Regions from separate parts of the Sus scrofa genome. Here region 1 is linked to region 2. A link is a contact called in public HiChIP or PLAC-seq data. All regions are on one chromosome and are shown on one strand. The core of a region is the stretch at or near the end of the contact, and the rest is flanking DNA. Distances in the headings are between cores, read along the strand shown. Region 1 overlaps LOC106507659 (a long non-coding RNA gene). Region 2 has its middle 180 kb from the start of TM2D1.

What was found. HiChIP or PLAC-seq counts read pairs in DNA pulled down with a chosen protein or histone mark.
Region 1: a contact with region 2 is called in an H3K27ac HiChIP or PLAC-seq map of skeletal muscle. The contact joins two enhancer-like sites. A contact is called at or near these places in 1 of 47 Hi-C or Micro-C datasets (heart right ventricle) and 1 of 2 datasets of contacts at active chromatin or transcription factors (skeletal muscle).

What each region holds. Positions count from the first base shown.
Region 1 is chr6:151,243,315-151,248,054 of Sscrofa11.1, forward strand. LOC106507659 (a long non-coding RNA gene) reads left to right here. Exons shown (of 2, transcript XR_002345466.1): 1 at 1-2,231. Among named protein-coding and RNA genes, the nearest start is that of NFIA, 16 kb to the left of the region's middle. Within about 2 kb of position 1,962, at least 31 of the 83 cell types and tissues checked have an H3K27ac peak or open chromatin away from gene starts, as enhancers often do. A contact at or near this core is called in skeletal muscle, where this site is marked.
Region 2 is chr6:150,797,682-150,802,355 of Sscrofa11.1, forward strand. No RefSeq gene overlaps it. Among named protein-coding and RNA genes, the nearest start is that of TM2D1, 180 kb to the left of the region's middle. Within about 2 kb of position 2,425, at least 8 of the 83 cell types and tissues checked have an H3K27ac peak or open chromatin away from gene starts, as enhancers often do. A contact at or near this core is called in skeletal muscle, where this site is marked.

The sequences.
Region 1 (4,740 bases), core at 712-3,211, 450 kb after region 2:
CAGTATGTTTGAAATGTTGGAGCAAATGGGGTGGTTGGTTTTGAATTCATTTGCACTCATTTTTACCACTTGAGACACACTCATTAAAGAGCTGTATTTCAGCTATGTTATATGCTGCCCATTTAACTGAGCTGGCTTTTCACAGTACTGCTGCCTCTGGCTTTTTAATTTGCCTTGAACAGGAGTATTCTTCCATGTCATGAACAATTCAGGCAGGCTTTATCAGGTAAAGCCAAGTCATCAGCTCCTTCCACTCAGCTCCTGGGACCTCCAGGTTGGGACTGCAGATAAAGATGGGGACTGCAGATCCCTAAACCGGAGAGCTGAATCAAGCTCACTTTCTTCAGGGCAGCTGCTCAAGAGCAATCTGCTCGCACTTAAACCCTTTAAAGCTACAAACAAACTCTGGGAAAGTTACATCACCGTAAACAAAAACACAGTTGCTTAAATTATTATTATGCAACACTGTGTCATTACTCACACATCGATACTGCAATTATCTTCCCAATTTGGCAAATACCACCATAGCTTGGTAGGCAGCTTGGGGAGAAGTAAAAGTCTGGGATAAATATGTCAATGCCAGATTCACCAATGCGAAAGGTTTCCTACCCTCTTGAAAGACACTCAGGTTTTATCATGCAAACAAAGTGAGAATCCAAAGCTGTCTCCCAAGTCTTTGGAATACCACATTTTAAATGTCAATGATTAGTAAGATCCATATGCTCGGCTAGAGAGAAGAGCAATACAATCAGGCACACGTGAAAGTGAAATTCTGGATGTGCTTTTTAAAAACTCGCAGGCATCAATACACATTTGGTAACTAATTTGTTAATCAGCCTACCCCTTCCCCCGCCAGAGGTGTGTGCACCCACTGGGTTGTGTCTGCCCCAGGTCATCTCCAGTAAGGAGAATGCCCCCACCCCACGCCTGCTGCTGTTCACCGCTGCAACGCTGGGTGTTTAAAAAGACAAATCAAATGTCCCGGACCCATTTTTAGCAAAAGGATTTGGAAACCAGATGAAAAGGACCAGTTTGTAAAAAGAAGGGGAAAAACTGGTAACTACTTGTCCTAAGAAAAGAGCAAGACTGAGGGCAAATGACCGACACAAGTGCCTATGACCATTTTTCTCCTTGGGCTGTAGCAGAGCTGACAGTAGAAGGTTGGGGGTGAGGGGTGCGGGAGAGATACAGGGAAGAAAAAGGGTTTCAAGCACCGTCTCCCGGTTCGCAAAGGTCTGGCCTCCTCAGTGCTCAGGAAGAGGTGGTAGCCATTTTCTTTCTTTTCCTTTTTGTTTAACGTAAAAGGAAAATAAACCAGAAAAGGTATATCTCCCTGCACCAACAGCTCAGCTCCTCTCTCAAAAGGAAAAAAAAAAAAAAAAAAAAAAAAAAAAAAAAAGTATTTTAACAATCTCAGGTACAAAACCCAATCCACATGCTTCCAATGAGGCTTCTGGAGTCAACTGGATTCGATTTGGTGACCGCACTGATGGAGACGTGATCTTGAAAAATCAATCCGTGCTCGCGCCCCCACTCCGCCTCCGCCGCCGCCGCCGCCGCAGTGGCCACAAAATTAGCGGCTCCGAGGACGTTTTTGCCGCAGTGCACGTCCGCAGTAACCGCCGAGCACTCGGGTGAATAATGCCAGTACAGTGCGCAGACGATCGGGCTGATTTATCACGTAAAATAATTCACTGCTTCAGTCTGGCTCTTGGTCCTGTCACTTTAAATCACAAACGCGCGTCTACACAGTTCTATAGGCGCCCACACATGCATGGTACACGTGTGTGCGTGTGTGTGTGTGCACGCTGCGCGCAGGGCCAAGTGGAATGATTCCAGATTGCTTCACGTATAGGAAAGGGAAAAAAAGAGCAAAAGAGCTCGTCACCCCAAACGCTAACCCCACCTTTTGCAGCATGGACAAGTGGCTTGTAATGCAGCTTGGAGCAGAATAAAGTCTGAACAAAACTAGACTGTGAGACTAGCACGTCCCAGAGTGAAAGTGAGTGACGTTAACGCAGACTCGGTAAAGACTCGGATCACTTGCAGGCAAAACTAATCCACCCCCCCCTTTTTTTTAATAAAAGAAAGAAAAGAAAATCATTAATTAGGTTCAGATCTAAAATGCTGCTTTGAAAACGCACGCACATGTTGAAGACTCTGGGACTGTAATTTCTTGGGTAAACATCTGGTGAAGACATTCCAGGAACACATCTGAAAGGAAGAAAGGCGTAAGACAGCCCCTTCTTTATATATCTTGGGTCAAAAAAAGGGTTGTTTAAACTATTTTTTTTTTTTAAGTGTACTCTCAGTCTAAATACGTTTATGAACTCTAAGGGTGAATTTGGGTTGGGAGGGCTGAGCTGAGAGTGGAGTCCTGGGTCCCAGGCTCATCTGTAATCTTGGGCAGGTTTCATTCTATGGCTTTCTTTTCTCATCCATAAAATTGCAGAGGGTCAATGATTTTCTCTCTCTTTCTTTCAGTCTGTCTGTCTGTCTGTCTTTCACACACACACCATGACTCTATCTAGGAGGGAATGACGATGGGGCTTGGGGAAGAGATTTTAATGTAGAGAGAAAAAGAGGTCACATTCTTCAGGTGGCATCTGTTTAAACTGATGGTAATGAAAGTGATGAGTCCGGTATGCTGGAGTCCTTAACAATAAAGATTGTGTCTATATTAAATGCTGCTATTGTCCCAGCTCTGAAGTATATATAGCATATGATAATTACTCCTTGAGAATGATAATGTAATCTTGTAATTATATTGGGGGTGGGTAGAGACTATTTTCAAGGACCAGCCAAAAGGATTTTGGGATTGAAACGATTTTCAGTATTGTTTAAAATGTTTGTGAAATGCATTAAATTACTTAGATAATTCAGAGAATATGAGGTTTTTTAAGTGGGTAAGAGTTCTCCTGTGCCAGACTCACTGTTAAGATTGACCAAATTAATGGGATTCATTACTCCTTGTCTACTTTTTCAGAAAACATTTCCAAGCAGGGTTATAGTCAGAGACCACTGTTTGACACTTCTCTTAACTGTGCAGTAAATGGTCAGGAGTATGGGTGCCAGAACCAAACTACTAGCTGGTTTTGATATGCACTAGCTGAGTAACTATAGAAAAACTATTTAATTTAGTTCTGCCTCAGTTTCCCACATTTATATAAGGAAGATTACAATTGCAACTCATTCGCAGGGCTGTTGTCAGAACAAATGAGTTATCATATTAAAGTGCTTGGAGCAGAGCATGGCACATGTAACAAACAGCTCAATAAATGTTAGAGGTTATTATTACTCCAGTGAAAACACGGGGAGAGCAATGTCACATATAATAGAGGGATCTTTGAACTGCTCCTGGATTTCGACTAACGCCTCTGAGCACTTTATTTTATCTGGCTTTTATGATGTCGGCTTAAAGCAAGGAGCTCCAGCAGTCTTTATTATTATTAAGAATAGGCCAGAACATCCTCTACCAAAACTCCATTCCCATACATACATTCAATAGTTATGAAATTGGAGAATTCTCCACTTGATCGGATCAATGCACATGTGTAATACTGGCTCTATATGTTGAGTACATACTTTTTATGTGTGTGTTAACTATTCGGGTGGGAGGAAGCCAAGGTTTTCTTTGGAGAGAAATTTCCAAGGCATCAGTTAGTTCCTGCCTGTTCCTGTTGTGATACTTTCTTTCCTACACAATTTGTTACCTCAGGCCTAGTCTCTGTCATTGAATTATGGAGTCAAAATGATCACAAATCTCTGGCATGCTCCCTTTGTGTCATTATCAGTTTAAAGAGGAAAAGTGACATCCTGACTTTCTCTCCTCTCTTAACGACCCCCAGACTGCAGACTTGAACCAGGCTTTAGGCAGGGTCACAGGCACGGAATGCTCAAGGGAGCAATCCTGCTTGTGTTTGCAATTTGGGATTGAAGGCAAGCTGCAGTAAAGCTTTATAGAGGAAGTAGAGATTAGGTGTTTCCAGAACAAGGTGGGCGCTGGCAGGCTTAGGTCACTACTTGTTGGAAACTTAGGTCCCCCTTCTTTTCTCCTGTGGCACCTGAAGCCCCAGGTGCACTAACTATTCTACCAGGAGTCAGTGAAGAGACTGCTCCAAATAGGACTGGCAGACCTGGGGTGCCAGGGGTGACATCCAACCCTTAGTTGAGGGCGGGGTGGGGACTTGCAGGCTCGGGGTTAAGTTCTCCATCAGCCAATGTCTTGCTGAAAGCGCAGGAAAAAAAGTTCAGCGTTCCAAGCACTAGCGTGAGCTCTCGACTCCACTTTGTCAATCTGATTAACACAATCTCCTAAACAAATAAGTCAATAGAAGAGGGTGCATAGCCTTTCACACCACCTGCTTGCCTTCTTCTTTTCCCTTGTGGGGATTGCCACCCTCTCCATCACCCATCACAAGCGCACACCCCTTCTAAAAGAGGCGCTCGAAGATGCTGAAAGGAAACCCAAGGTACCTGTATACTTTTACAAATTTCTGGAGCCCAAGGTGGGAACGCTGGTGAGTTTCTTTCCTCCCCCCTCCCTCCCCTCTCCGGCCCCGCAGCAACTTGGCACCCAGAAGCGGTGGGCGCTTGTCCTCGCAGAGCTTTCGGAGACGTCCGAGGAGTCCGCTAGAAGACTTCACTGATCATGGTGCGCAGTAGCCAGCGGACTTTCCCAGCTGCAGAGGTCCTGGGGCAATTTGAGAGCATGTACATAAATTCGGCTCTACCCTCCGT
Region 2 (4,674 bases), core at 1,175-3,674:
TTGTAATATGAATCACATTTGCCGAGGACATTTTCATTTTTCTCTGCAGCCTGAAGCAATGGGTTGTCAGTTATTCTTTCTAAGATTAATCTTTCTGCATCAGAGATATGGAGATTAAGGGTTCAGGGCAAGATGACTTATGCACACATGAATATGATTTTCTATATGTTGCTAAAAATTTGGTTCACAAAGCATTCCTTCCCTCTGAAATCTCAGTGCCATGGTTACTTGAAACTTATTGATGTGCCTAGGGGTGGTTTTCTCAAGGCTGCCAACAGGGCCTCCACAATTCCCAGCCCAAACTGGTTTTAGAACAGTTGACTCAAGTCTAGCATGGATTCAATTAAAAACGATTTATAATAAATGAATATTTGTGAGCAAGTCCATTATTAACTGGTACCCCCATTCTACAGATGGGGAAATGAAGTCTCAAAGAAGTTGTGTAAATTGTCCACACTGGTTGGTAAGGATCAGAAATCGTATCAGTCCCCTGATGCCACTTTGCTTGTTGGAGTCTGGCGTTTTTACAGGTACAAGGCACTGACGTTTCCACAATTTGTGACTTTTGTTTTAACCTAGAGAGTTGTATAGGGGTGGAGCCATTGGCAGGTGCTTCCCCAGCTTCCATTTCCCCATTTCTCCCCAAAACAGCACCCAGATCTTCGTGTGAAAGGCAGCTCCTTCCTGGGCTGAGTGCCCCCTCATCCCCAGAGGAGTCTCTGATTGGCCTAAGTTGTTCAGCTCAGCCCACTCCGGGTCCTCAGGATCCGTCAGGAGGGACATGGGATCCAGTTTGCCTGGTGAACCGTGAGGAGACAGCTGCTGAGACTTCCAGGAGAGAAGTTTCCCCTTTCTTCAATCATGACAACTGCAAGAGACCAGTCTTCCTCCTTTGAAGCACATAATATACAAGGGGGAGGCCAGAAAACACCGCCGTCATTCTTGCTACCTGAAAGGGAGGGAGAGGGAGAGGGAGAGGGGAGCCGAGGCCAAGAGGAGGCAGAGTAGCAGATAAATCGACACAAAGCCGTGAGAGCATCCAGATTGTCCCACCCCTGACGTGTCATCTTGGCTTCTTTTGGATTGAGCTGATACGAAGGGACCGTCTTCACTTTGCATATGAGAAACTGAGGCTCAGAGAGGTTGACTGGTTTCTCAGAAAGAGCCGTGTCTAGAACTGAAGCACGTACTCCTTTACGTCAAGTCTAGGGCTTCTTCAGTGTTTTAAAAGATGAGTTCCCCAACCTTAGGTAAGCAGTACCTTTTCCTCTTTACCCAGGAAAAATAAGCAGGCACCCACCCCTTACAAGATTTATGGAGAAAAGGCCAGAAGAAATGGAAAAGAACAATACAGCCATTGTAACAGAAAGGTCTGTATCAAAGCCAGGAGAACCAACAGAACTGGAAATACCCAATCTTGGGCATTCAGAACACGTTTATTAAAAATGTTGATTGATTTATTAGAAAGCAGGGAGGCCATTTTTAGTTTTTATAATTAGTAGAGACCGCAAAAGAGTCCCATTAAGATGCAAAGATCTGTGGAACAAATAAGAAATGTAATAAAAAGTAAATTAAAGCATAAAACATTAACTCTGAAATAGAAGGTAGACATCATTTCATTCTACTTGCCACTAACGGGGACATTCTTTTACTGCCTTCCTAACAGATGGCCATCCTGTCTCTGTTTGAATACCTCCAACGATGGAGAGCTCACTGTCTCGTAAGGCAAGCAGTTTGGTTTTAAATTACACTATAACCTGATTTAATAAATGAAAAATTAAAAATACAGAAGAGCAAACCCAGTAGAGTCGCATGATATCTTATAGTCTTTTAACTTACTTATAGTATTTTAATTTTCATTTTTCTTCACAGTATTTCCTATTGTCTTATACATCTTCCCCTGATTTGGCAAACAGCTTTGTATATTCTATGTTTTCTATCTTGGAAGAGAGATGGCCAAGAAGAAAACAAAAGAGAGTCAGGGTCTAAGTCATAGATTTAGGGATTTAGAATATAAAGCCAGACTATCCCATCTTCAGAACAAAACAGTATCAGCAACCACAAAAAGATTCACCAGACTGGAGAAGGTAAAAAGAAATTCACAGAAGAAACACAGAGAGCACGTACATAGTGAGATGCCTGCATCCCACCCCTGGAACCTTAGGTCGAGCGCCAAGTGAGAGGAGACAGCAGAAATTCCAGGCAGACTTGAGGAAGACAAGAGCCCTCTCTCTTTTTCTACCCTAGAGTAGAAACAGCCAAGTAAGCTGTCTACGGAAACAGCCTTGTCATGGCCCATACTTTCCCATAGCACAGCACAGTAGGGATGGAGGGAAGTTTCCAGAGCACAGAGAAAGATGGGGCCAGAGCTCTTGCTGGTGGGTGGATGTGGAATCCACGGTGACCTGCACCGGCTCATGATGTAAGACCACGTAGAAGTGGCCAACACCTCGGTGAGCCAATGGAGGTGACTAATGACTCTGCCTACCCCTCTGCCAGCACTATGAGCTATAAACTTCCCCAGAAAGCGGCGGGGGGCGGGGGGGGCGCAACATTTTTTTTGGCTTCCCATAACCAAACCCCTTTCTGGGATTTTGATGGAAGCCCGACGGAGAAGTGTTCCCTCCTTCTGCTACCCTTCTCCCCTGCTGGAGTGAGGCATGTGACCTGTGATCACTCACTGAAGGTTTCTATCCGGAGGATTGATTCTTGAGCCAGAGGAATGACGAGACTGGCTCTCTTTGTTACTGGCTGTGGCCACATCCTGGCCAGTGTTTCCTGCTGCCTGGCCTTGCTGGGTTCCTGATAATTGTCCAAACCCGTGAGCTATCCAGTACCTTCCAGCAAATTCTTCTTTTATGAAAATTAGTCCGACTCTGTTTCTGTTCTTTACATTTTCCCAGTACAGAGATTTGTACCAAGGAGTATGCTGCAGGCTCTTCAGATGGGAAAGGCTTTAAGGTAGAAATCTGGGATGGATTATATTGCCTTAGGGGGGTGTCGATGACAACAATCATCTTTTTTAGGATTCAGAGATAGGAATTTGGAAGCCCCTGGTTCATGGCAGCTGAACATCTTAAGGGGATCTGTAGTCATTTGCACGAAGGGCTCAAGAAGAGCAAGGCTTTGAGACCACTATTCTGGGACACTGTACAAGACCGGAGGAGTTCAAGGACTGTAGGAAAATGTGGCTGCTTCCACTGGCCTTGGTTAGTTTACCAAAAGGGAACAAGTTTAAACCCCTCGGATGCTCCATTTAAAACATATATTAACACCGAGGAACTTACCATGGCAGTGCTAAATGAGAGACTGGAAAACAAATTCAAAGTAAGATCTGAGGTTTGTAGAATTCCATCAGTGGACTTCTCAGCTTTGAGACATCTCTCCAGAGAAACTTAAAGCACAGATAGGCTGAGACTTGGAATGAGGGTATAGGAACAGGAAGGACTCAGACAACTCACAGACGCTGCCCCGTCAGCCACGGTGGCCCTTCTCCTTTACTGATGACTCTTTGTTTTTTGCTCAAAGATGCTATTAACTCCCTTACTCGAAAGAGTTACACTGATAGTAGAGGTATTTATATATATAATATATTAATATATACTATATATATATATTTTTTTTGCCATGCCCACAGCATAAGGGAGTTCCAGGGCCAGTGACTGAATAGCAATGACCCACGCCACAGCAGTGACAACACCAGATCCTTGAGCCGACGAGCCACACGGGACCTCCAAAGAAGTCTGTTTTTATGATCTGCATTACAGCAATTCTCCTTTGTCTTTAGGGTCAGAGCTAGAATACCCATGGGGAGGTGGGCAGTAAAAAAGTCAAACCTGCAAGTAGAGGGCATATAACAAGAAACTTGCAAAACTTTGCTAATTTACACCTTCAAAGATCTGGGGAATCTGTGTGGCAATGAATTCTGCAGGCTCTTGACTAAGGACAAAAGAACATAATTTTAGACCACATTGAAGTCGTTGACATGGATGCACTGAGCAGAGCCTCCAGATTTTGTTGCAAATTCGAACAGCTGGGAGTAGACACCGTTGTTTGTTCAGTTGGTTGACAGGAATCTGGACTCAATGGTGGCCAACACTAAACAGAGTTGAGATGTCATAAATTCCTTGATATCAAGTAAAGGAAAGAATCCAGACTCTGAGAGATAGGAATGCTGGAGTGAATTTATCATGTGCAACTTACCCTCTCACTCCCTAACTATGTCTCCCAGGAGAGCACAGAGGACATCCCCTTCGCCAAAGTCTTGAGAAATACTTTTCTGGAGGGAACACCAGTGCCTTCATCTTCGCCACTGCTATCTGAAGCCTAGGGATACTGATGGAAGCTGCAGTTCCCATAGGGTCCCTGGATCAGGGTTGTGGGGGTGGGGGGAGGAAGCCAGGGCAGGACTGGCCACACAGTAGCTTTTCAAATGGCAGAGGTGGGCGCTGAAGGGAAAATCCTTCCCATCCCCTCCTTGGAGATCTGTGGCTTTAATTAAGCCAATGAGATTTTTCCAACCCAGAGCTCTGAATCTTTTATCAGATGTTTCTTTTGCAAATATTTTCCCCCGGTCTGTGGCTTGCTTTCTCATTCTTTTGACATTGTCTTTTGCAGAGCAGAAGTTTTTAATTTTAATGAAGTCCAGCTTATCAATTATTTCTTCCATGGGCT